Regions from separate parts of the Triticum aestivum genome. Here region 2 is linked to region 1. Evidence: chromatin contacts called from public HiCAR-type data. All regions are on one chromosome and are shown on one strand. The core of a region is the stretch at or near the end of the contact, and the rest is flanking DNA. Distances in the headings are between cores, read along the strand shown.

The links. HiCAR-type assays count read pairs that join an accessible place to other places.
Region 2: a contact with region 1 is called in a HiCAR-type map of leaf, with 4 times the contacts expected there. The contact joins the promoter of LOC123123106 here to the promoter of LOC123123104 in region 1. A contact is called at or near these places in 2 of 5 Hi-C or Micro-C datasets (both in leaf) and 1 of 1 datasets of contacts at active chromatin or transcription factors (leaf).

What each region holds. Positions count from the first base shown.
Region 1 is chr5D:491,269,540-491,274,421 of IWGSC CS RefSeq v2.1, reverse strand. LOC123123104 (putative ALA-interacting subunit 2) reads right to left here and starts at 2,186. Exons shown (of 9, transcript XR_006460517.1): 1 at 1,974-2,186; 2 at 1,429-1,490; 3 at 1,257-1,331; 4 at 1,048-1,164; 5 at 751-821; 6 at 360-654; 7 at 1-271. It overlaps LOC123123103, which reads left to right and starts at 2,351. Exons shown (of 7, transcript XM_044543546.1): 1 at 2,351-2,531; 2 at 3,632-3,878; 3 at 4,371-4,494. The coding sequence starts at 2,437.
Region 2 is chr5D:491,512,645-491,517,425 of IWGSC CS RefSeq v2.1, reverse strand. It overlaps LOC123123106 (transcription factor PCF6), which reads right to left and starts at 3,150. Exons shown (of 2, transcript XM_044543550.1): 1 at 1,421-3,150; 2 at 1-186. The coding sequence starts at 2,645. The coding sequence ends at 1,440.

The sequences.
Region 1 (4,882 bases), core at 937-3,436:
TCAGAGCAAAGAGAATGCACAAGAAAATGCTCGAGGAACCGGTGATAAGGTATGCATATCCAAGAAAGTCATTCTTGCCGCCTAGCCAGGTTGACGTTGTAAGAACCAGGCTTTTCTTTCCACCAAAACTGTAGGTATTGTAATTGTTTGTTATGTGCATGGTAATGGTTTCATCAGCTTGTATATCCTCTTCAATGACACCATACAGCTTTCGGAACTGGGGAAGAGCAGCTGCGCGCATCCACACAATAAGATCTTCCTGATTGCTTAGCTGGCAAAAGGACACAAGTTGTTCATTAAGTGAAAATGTAGACTATTGCATGAGCAACCAACAACAGTCTAGATATAGAAGTACTCACTGGTATATCAGGGTCAAGTTTTCCTCCTCCAATCAAGGATCCATTCTGAAAGTTGAAAGGATAGACATCCTTGCCATACTTATGTTCCCGATCACTTCTCCATGAAATGTTTTTCCTATCAACCATCAATCCCATGGACCCACGGGTAAAATCATAAGTATCATTGAACAAGCTCCAGGCAATCAATCCACAGGGAACAACTGGAAGGCCGTTGCTCCTTTCTATCGGACTGCATGAGCTATCAGTGTATTGGAGCCCATGGCGTAGTTGCTTATCGCTTCTACTTTTGATATACCTGTTCAGCATTTACAGATTCACTTTGTTTAGCAAGAGAGGACATAGTGCTTCTTCTTCTAAGACGCTGACCAGTAAATTAAAGTTGTATAATTACCTACGATGATTCTGGTAGAAGTTGTCGAGTTCGTAATACACATAAATTGGAGCTTTCATATGGTATTGAACCTGTAAATATACACTTTCAAGTCTCAATATTTTTCTGAAGAATTAACATATAAGTAAATACAAATATTACAAAGATAGGACAAGAAAACTGTATTATGTGCCTGATGTAATCTCAAAGTCCCAAACTGAACTCAATCAGTTATACAAAGAAATTATAGTCCAGCCTGTAGTCAGATGACAAGTAAATAGGAGAAATAAGGTCTGACTAGATCTGATAAGAAGCTACCTTCACTTTCTGAATACATTTCTTTGAAATCGAGCTGTCTTTGATATAAGCCTGCTTATTGCTTCTGTAAGCATCAGGTACACAATCAATATCATAACGGTGAACTATTTCTGCAACCTGCACACCCAGAGCAGGAGTGCACATTTAGTATGACAACCAAACTAATGCCAATTCAGCATCCATCAGACAGAAAAGAAATCAATTATTACTCTGTTTGAAGCTTGCAGACAAATTAGCCCAACCGGTACAAAAATAATCCCAATTATCAAGAAAATGGCTATCACCTGCAACAACGGAAGTAATGCCATATAAGGTAGGAGTACTATGCAAATACTTAATGCCATATGTAAAAACCTATATTTAGTGTCAGCGCCAGCTTACGTATCCTGGTGTCATTGCCGGTTTCCAAGCTGGAAGATCCTGCTGGGTGAATTTATAGAATACTGCAAAACCGACATGATCAACCTAGATAGCATCAGGAGGGAAGAAACTTATAGTCTGTAAGTGCGTAAACGACGTTCACTGTCCTACTGTGCAAGAAACAATTTCAGTAAGGCTGAAACAACGAAGCTTGCTGATAGCGCATCGACATTTGCATTTTCCTTGATCTAGATGATGTTGTGGATGACTTATTTCCTCACTGGATTAACCCTATGCGAAATGGCCTCTGGATGCAACACACTAACATAGCATGCCCACACCTAAGATCACCAAAGTCAAAGCGACCACCGTATAAAACACACTAACACGTAGATAGAGGTAAATCCATATATAGCAGCTAAGAGGCATTTATCGCACAAATTTCTCGAGATCGCAGACAGCTACCAACCCTAGCACACGGAGCCACCTAGTCACGCAGACGGATGCGCTACACAGCTCATCAGCGGCCGAATCGAAGCGCGCGGCGTGGTCAAAACCTGGCTCACCTCCCGATCTCGCCGGGCGCCCTCCGCGCGGGGCGGAGCCTGCGGACGCCGAGCTGCCCGCCTCGTCCATCACGGCCGCGAGCTCGACGCGAGAGCCCCTTCCGCTCGCCGGAGTCCGTACTTCGCAGGGGCGACAGATCGGGGGAGAGGAGCCGGAGAAGAAGCAGAAGGGCAGGTGGGAGAGCCCATGGGTCAGGTCAGCACGAAGAGAGAGTGACGAGGATACGGGCCTGGGCTGGACCCACCCGGTGGATAGCTTTGGGCCAGCAAAGGGGGGCCCATGTCCGGCCCATGTAGTGTGGGCTTTGGGTTGAACGGGCCGTGAGGTTGACGGCGTGAGACGGGGCTAACGACCGGTGGCACCGCCGTTAATTCGCTCTGCGCGTCGCGGTCAGGGGCTCATTTCCCCATTTCGCCCCAGGAGAGGAGCGAGAGGCGCCGGAGAGAGAGAGAGAGAGAGGAGATGCGGGAGGAGGTCAGGAGCTCGTCGGGGGCGGCGGCCGAGCCGCAGTTCGCCGTCGTCCGCTCGTCGTCGCCGCCGCCCACCCCGGTCGCCAGGTACGGTCTCCGTCGCTCCCCCCCATCCCCCTTCCCCTGGTGGTAGATTCGCCGAATCGAAACGAAAGCCGGATTTATTTTGGGCACGATTCTGCGGAGACCTAGGGTAGGATCGCAGGTGGGGTTCGCGGGGCAGCCGACAGTGTGTATAAATGTTCGATTAAACCATTGGGTAGGAGGAGGGCTATGAATCTACAGCCATCACGCTGCCACTCTCCTATGGATGGAACATATATCATTTTTAGGTGTAAGCGGAAGATATTTGGTTGCTCAATTCATACCTACTGTTGTGAAAAATATAGGGGGTTTTGCTCTGTATTTTTGTAGCACCTCCCCCTTTTTTTTTCCTTTCAACACTGAACCGAGTTATGATGAGGAAATAACATCCAACAAGTTCAGAAAGGACTAGGGAAAAGGATAGCTGAGTTTGACTTATGCGCTGTTAGCAGTTTCTCTCGATTACAAACTACAGGGCGAAAACCTAGTAGCACTATCGTACAGCCATATAGGAAAAGCACCACCAGCCAAACATGGGCTAACAAAGAGAAGAGGCAGCGAGCAAACGCAACTAACTAGCCATATTGCACATCTGAAATCATCAAAAAGGGGGTACCTCACCATCTGAACAGGGGTTTCAGCAGAGTCCTGAGCAAGTGACCATGTTAATCACAAACCAGTCACCAAATATCTTCGGCCTTCTGCATTAGCTGTTCTGTCCCTAGCTGTGAACCCTAGGATCTGTGCTGTCTAATGGTCGTTGCCTCTGTAAAATGGATAAAGTGATGCACTGTGCCATTGGTACTGGATGATGCCAAACCTTATGGTATTCTTGGAACTTGTGGTGCCATATTGCTTAGTCTTTTTCGAGGGACGTTAGTTTCTCAGACCTGGGTCTGCAGCGCTGCTGTTTCTGCTTGTTAGAATTCTTAAAGCTTTATAAGTGTTTTTGTTTTCCATATTGTTTTGGAGGTAAAATTGATTTCAGTATCATCCTTTTGCAATTTAGTGTTCGGCCAGGCGGCCACAATACTTTGTTGGGAGTCTTGTCATAAACTCCTAATTTTCAATTGCTTGCACTGAACCCTCTTTTGTTTTTTCAGTTCTGCTGGTGCCTCATCACCTGCTATGCAAATTAATATAGTAAGCATAGATTGGTTGGGTAGCAGACAAGCTTCCAGGGTTGATTCCTCGTCACATGTTGCACCACATGCCTATGGGCCTGCTCATAGCTTTGATGCTGCTGGAACTGCTTTGGATTCTGCACCATCTTGTAGACCATGGGAGCGTGGAGACTTACTTCGTCGACTGGCAACATTCAAACCTTCAACTTGGGATGCTAAGCCGAAGGTCATCTCTTCTTTCTTGTTTATAGGAATTTAACATTGTTGAAAGTATCAAGATACAACTGCTGAATGCCGTGGTGTGTTAACTTTGCTTTTTATATTTTAGTCCGCAATAAAATATAATCATGGACTCATGGTAACCTAAATCCATAAGCACAGTCAGTCTTTTCCTATGATATCACTTATGATGTTTATCTCTAGTTTAGTTAATACTGAATTTGATCAAGGCCACAGTTCCTTCCTTTGTTAGCTGCATTGTTTTTAAGGCCTCCTGCCTTAGACGCTTAGGCGATAAGGCCCTGCCGCGCTTAGGCGTTGCCTAGGTGCTAGAGTGGGTGGTGCTCGCCTTAGGTTGCCTTACCGCCTTATAAACAATGGTTAGCTGTAATTGGCATGTTGGTGGTTTTTATTTGGTTCAAATTAGAATAACATTGTGGACTATTTAAGAAAGTTCTACTCCTGCCATCATAAGATATGCTGAAATTAACTTTTGCAGGCTGCCAGTTCATTGGTTTGTGCTCAAAGAGGCTGGGTAAATGTTGACATGGACAAAATTGAATGTGAATCATGTGGTGCGCATCTTTTATTCAGTGCAGTGGCATCCTGGTCCCCAACTGAAGGTATGTGATTTTATTGGAAGTACATTAGTTTGAGAAGTAGCTGGTATTGCTATGTCCTGGTCCACAGGTTTCTTCATGCTACACTGCCTCCTAGTGCTAAAAACCAATACATTCATCACCATGTTTTAAATGTCTTACTCTGAAAGTATTATCCTTTTGATGTATATCTATCCGACATAAACTTAAATTTAGCTCATATCGTTAACCAAGAAATTATGCATTCAACTATGTAATGGCTAGCAATGCACTTATGCTTGCCACCTATCTGATTTGTGCATTTGCAGATGTCTGTATTTTCACCTTTCAGTCTAACTAAATAGATTTGATTTGGTATTAATAATAGTTCCAATTTTACATGAGCCATCGTATATTGTGCTCCTTGCTGATA
Region 2 (4,781 bases), core at 1,901-4,400, 240 kb before region 1:
CAGAGGAGGAGAAAAAAAAAAGCAGCACATGGTTGCCTGAATAAATGGCAGCAGGGTTCCTTCATGCCGGACGAAGCAGACTTGGACGAACGATGGATGATGATCCGGTACACCCCTGAGGCAGCAGCTCCACGAGATGAGTTATTGCCGAAGCAAAAAAAAAAAAAAAGTTGATGCCTTTGGTTCCTGCAGGTTGACAGAAATGGAGATCATTGGGATGCTAGAGCTTGTACCAGAATGGTAAGACAGCTTTTGATTCAAGAGGTAACGCATGTATAAAGAAGATGCAGGCGACAGTAAAGCAGTTCCTGCCAAACCATGGTGGAGCAGAAAATGTGGTGGCTTTAGGGGCGCAGCCTTATATGTACCGAGATCATCAGAACGCTAAAGAGATGCTGGAGACCGACACAGTAGCATCTGGATGTCTGATACTACTACTACTTGACACCTCTGTCAATGCAGTGCACAATGACAGTATAATTTGCATGCGGAAAGCTTTAAACGAGGCACAATGAACAGAGACATTCACCAATCTACTGCTTTTGTATTGTACCTACTGATGGAATGCACATCCTAGTGTTGATTGGATAGAAAATTGGAAGCAGGAAGATGATTCAGGGTGCCTAATTAAGGTAGAAAATGAAAAATAGCAGACTTATGTGGTGAAGCTCATCTGAAACTATGTTTTTATAGCTAGTATGCTTTTTTTAATCTAAAATGTTTTTTCTGCACATGTAGACTTAGTCACTTACTAGATCCCAAACCAACCAACCAGGAACCACTTTGCCGACATCTGAAGCAAGCGACGTTAAACCAATAAGACTGGGCGGGTAATTGTCTAGGTGACTGCGGCCAGATGCATGGAAAAAACATGGCATATGTTGGACCTGTCAGGTTCAATAACAGTTTTGCTAAAGCACATCAGGATGTCCATTGTGATAGTTGTATGACGATAAATATCAGTGTCGTGGCAAAGATATATATGAACAGTAACTACATTAAGATGAAGCTGACAAATGTTGTTATAGAGGTTGTGCCCAAAACTAGCAACTGTGGCCTTGATAATGAATTACTGTGATGATCATACTACTATTACTGTATTACCAGGGGAAATGCAAAATGCCGGGCAATCACAATTCACAGCCCATGTGATTGGCCGGTCTCCTGCGATGCAAAATCCCCTCCCAAAGGGAAGCAATCGACACCTGTTTGGCTCAAACCATGCAAATTCAGCTAAATGCAGACACCTGCCGCTAAGATTTCGACACCCGTCCTTCGTACCCAAGCATGATTTGTGCACTTTGAAGGACACGAGGACACCTCGAGCAGTGCCAAAAAGTTTGCAGCCATGCCAATATAACGAATCTAATCTTGAATCAATCAATCAATCAATGGTAATAAGGGGGCGAGACAGTCTTACCGCTGGAGAATCGGGGTGATCAGTTCTTGCTCTTCTCCTTCATGCCGGCGTGCGAGAACCCGTTCCACAGCTGCATCGCCGCGGTCGCCGTGAGATGCGGGGCGGCGGCGGCGGCGTTCTCGTACAGGAAGGGAGGGCTCGGACCGTCGTCCAGGTCCTGGAGCTGCCGCTGCTGCTGCTGCTGCTGGTGGTGGCTGGAGAAGTGCGGCGAATTGGACTGAAGGGGCCCCCTGCTGGCACCCATGTAACCGGAGTTCATCGAGAAGTCGAGGCTGTAGTCTCCGGCTTGAGCCGGAGCCGGAGCCGCCGCCAGCCCGCCCTGGACGAGCGAGAACTGCGTCATCTGGTGCTGGGCGGAGGGGCCGAAGTTGAACGGCTGCGCCGGCTGCATGCCGAACGGGGGCGCATTGCCGAATCTGAAGCCGGGGTACGTCGGCACCACCTGCGCGCCGGCGCCTTTACCGGGGTGCGCGATGCCGACGCGGTCCGCGGTGACCGCGGAAACGGGCTGTTGCTGCCAGGACTGCCTGCGCGGAGCCGCGGAGGCAATGGCCGCGCCGGCCGACGCCGCCCCCGCCCCCGCCCCGGTGAGCAGCTCGGTGAAGGACCCGGCCTGCGCGGAGGGGTTGCTGGCGACGGTGACCTCCTTGTCCCGGGAGGAGCCGCCGCCGACGCGGCCGTCGGAGCGCGAGAGCGAGAGCTCGGACCCCTTGCTGGTCTCCGACGTGCTGCTGCACAGGGACCTGCTGCCCTGCGGTTGCTGCTGCTGCTTGCCGGCGCGGGGCGCGGCCTGGTGGTCGGCCGGCATGTTGGCGAAGGCGGCCGGGTCGAGGGAGGGGAGCTCGTCGATGGCGGCGGAGGCGGCGTTGATGAGCCACTCGACGGCCTTGCTGGGCTGGTCGAAGCCGAGGCGGTCCTGCAGGTCGTAGAACTGGATGGCCGTGGGCACGGAGAGCCGCACCCGGCGGTCGCGGATGCCCTTGGACGTGTACACCTTGCTGTGCCGGTCCTTGCCCCCGGACGCCCTCACGCGGCAGATCCGCGACGCCGACCCCTGGAGCTGCGCCGGCTGCTGGCCCGGCGGCGGCGGCGACCCCCACGGCACCACCTCCATGCCGTCGCCGCCGCCGCTGCCAATCACGCCGCGCATGCGCTTGGCCGAGGAGCCGCGGCCCGGCGGCGCCCCGTCCCCGGCCGCCCCACCCGCTGCGTCGGCCGACTCCATCCAGCCCCGTACATACGCTGCGGCGAGAGCCAGCGAGGCCCCCTTTTATTGCGCTCGGGACGGGGAGCAGCCGTTTCGGCTGCGCTGTGCGCGTGTCAGGGCTGGAGCTGGAGCTGGCTAGAGTGGCAACGCCAACAACGGCTCGCGGCTCGGCCTTTTCCGGCAAGCAGATTTGCCCCGCCCAGCCGGCGCGTCTGTCTTTTACGATACTGCCCCTACGAGCTACCGCAGCTCAGCTGCACTGCACTGCACCCCTGCCTGATCGTTCGTTGGCGCCGCCCTTTTTTTCTCGCCCCGCCCCGATGCAGCAGCTGAGCTCGCTCGCTCGCTCGCTCGCACGCGCTGCCTTCTCTTCTCTCTCCGCACGCGGCAGCGCGGGAAACAGTGGCGGCGGCAGGCTTTGCAGGGGGACCCCGGCCGTGGCGTCGGGCTGTCAGATCTGCCTAGCTGCGGCGGCGGCAGCGGCGCAGCAGCGCTGCTCGCTGCTGACTGGCTCTGCTCCACACACTTGTCGATGCTGGCGCGTAGGAATAGGAACGGTGTTCGCCTTCGCCTTTGCGGCGGCGGCACGGTCGCTTTACGGCCGACGCACCACGACACTAGCTCGATGCGACGGCGACCCGAACGTATGCACCTACACGTTCGGGTCTTCCTTCGCCGGGCTCTCCGTGTGTTCGATTTTTCACTATTTTATTTTACTAGCACATGTGCCGGTGAGTTGCAACGGCAGAATCAAATGGTCATGCGCTTGTATCGTCTGTGTTGTCGCTTTTTCTCTTCGCCACCCTGGCTAATGGTGCTTTTGTTGTCCATCTATTCACGACGAGTGATCTATCATAAGGAGATGAGATTGATCACTACACTTCGTCATGCCACTTTCGCAAGCCCTTTCATGCACTGATTTATAATTTTGCGGACTTAGTGATAATAGTGGGTGCCAGCCCTATCCCACCTACACTTGATGCATGCACGTGACTGCGCCTGCGATGTGCTCCTGAAGTGTGCGGCCGCGGAGGCCAGCCAGGGCCAGGGAAGAAACAGCATCGGCGATGTCGCGTCGAGAGACACCCCAGTTCATGGGCGACACACGGAAATAGGGGATCTCAGGTTGTTTTGGTTCGTGCGGCATGCGGGCCTCAAGCTCCCATGCGCTAGCTTGTGTCGCGGTACAACACGATCACCTATGGGGTCGTCGGCCCCTTTGTTGTTCGGCAAGGGGGACGGGCACGTTGCACAAAGAGCGGAGGCCATAGAGCAGCACGGCAGCGGTGACACGGGCAGTATTTACCCAGGTTCGGGCCGCCGCGAGGCGTAAAACCCTACTCCTATTTTGGTGGGTTGATGAGAGGACCGTAGTGGAGACGCGGCGCCCAAGCCCGGCAAGGTCGCCTTGGGACGAGGGCAGCTACGCGCGAGTGAGTGTACAAGGGTCCGAGTCCTTTCTAAGGTTGCCACGGCCCTCCTTTTATAGGTCAAGGAGTCACCACAATGGCAAAGTAGTCATTACGCACTGATTAGACATCAAACAGTGCTATCATACCTAACTCTGCAGACAGGACAGGGCGCACTAAATGCACCGCTTAGTGTCACGTCGTGGGAGTAGCCCGGCAAGCCTTGCCACGCTACTTTAGCTGTCTCTCGCCCTGTCTGCCTGACACGCCTCAGGACGGGAGTCATGCAGGGTGGATCTTCTCCTCAAATGGCTGCCACGTGCCAGAGGACAACCACTTAATCACTTGAGGGCTCGACACCGCACTGATAAGTGACTTGAGTCGCTGTGCGGTGGAGCGGTGGTGCCTTGGCGGGGTTGGCGTCCTCGGTGTCCCGGGCAAGCCTGCCGAGGAAGTCTTGAGACTTGTCTTTGGCGCAGCCTCGACCTGACCGAGCTCGCCTACCCGGCAAGGGAGGTTCTTCCTTAGTGATATCTTGCTCCTTTGGCTTGTCTTGGTCTTTTTGATCCGCCCTTTGATTCCTCAAAGGGCTATTTCTTCTGCTTTGGCCTTGTCGTGGATGGTGTAAACTTGCCCTCGAGCCTGTGTATAGTCCAGGCAACATACACCAGGGTTTGTTGCATCGATAGAAGCCCCCGGGCCTAGCTCGAACGCGCTGCTGAGCGTTGTCGGGGTAGGCCCTATC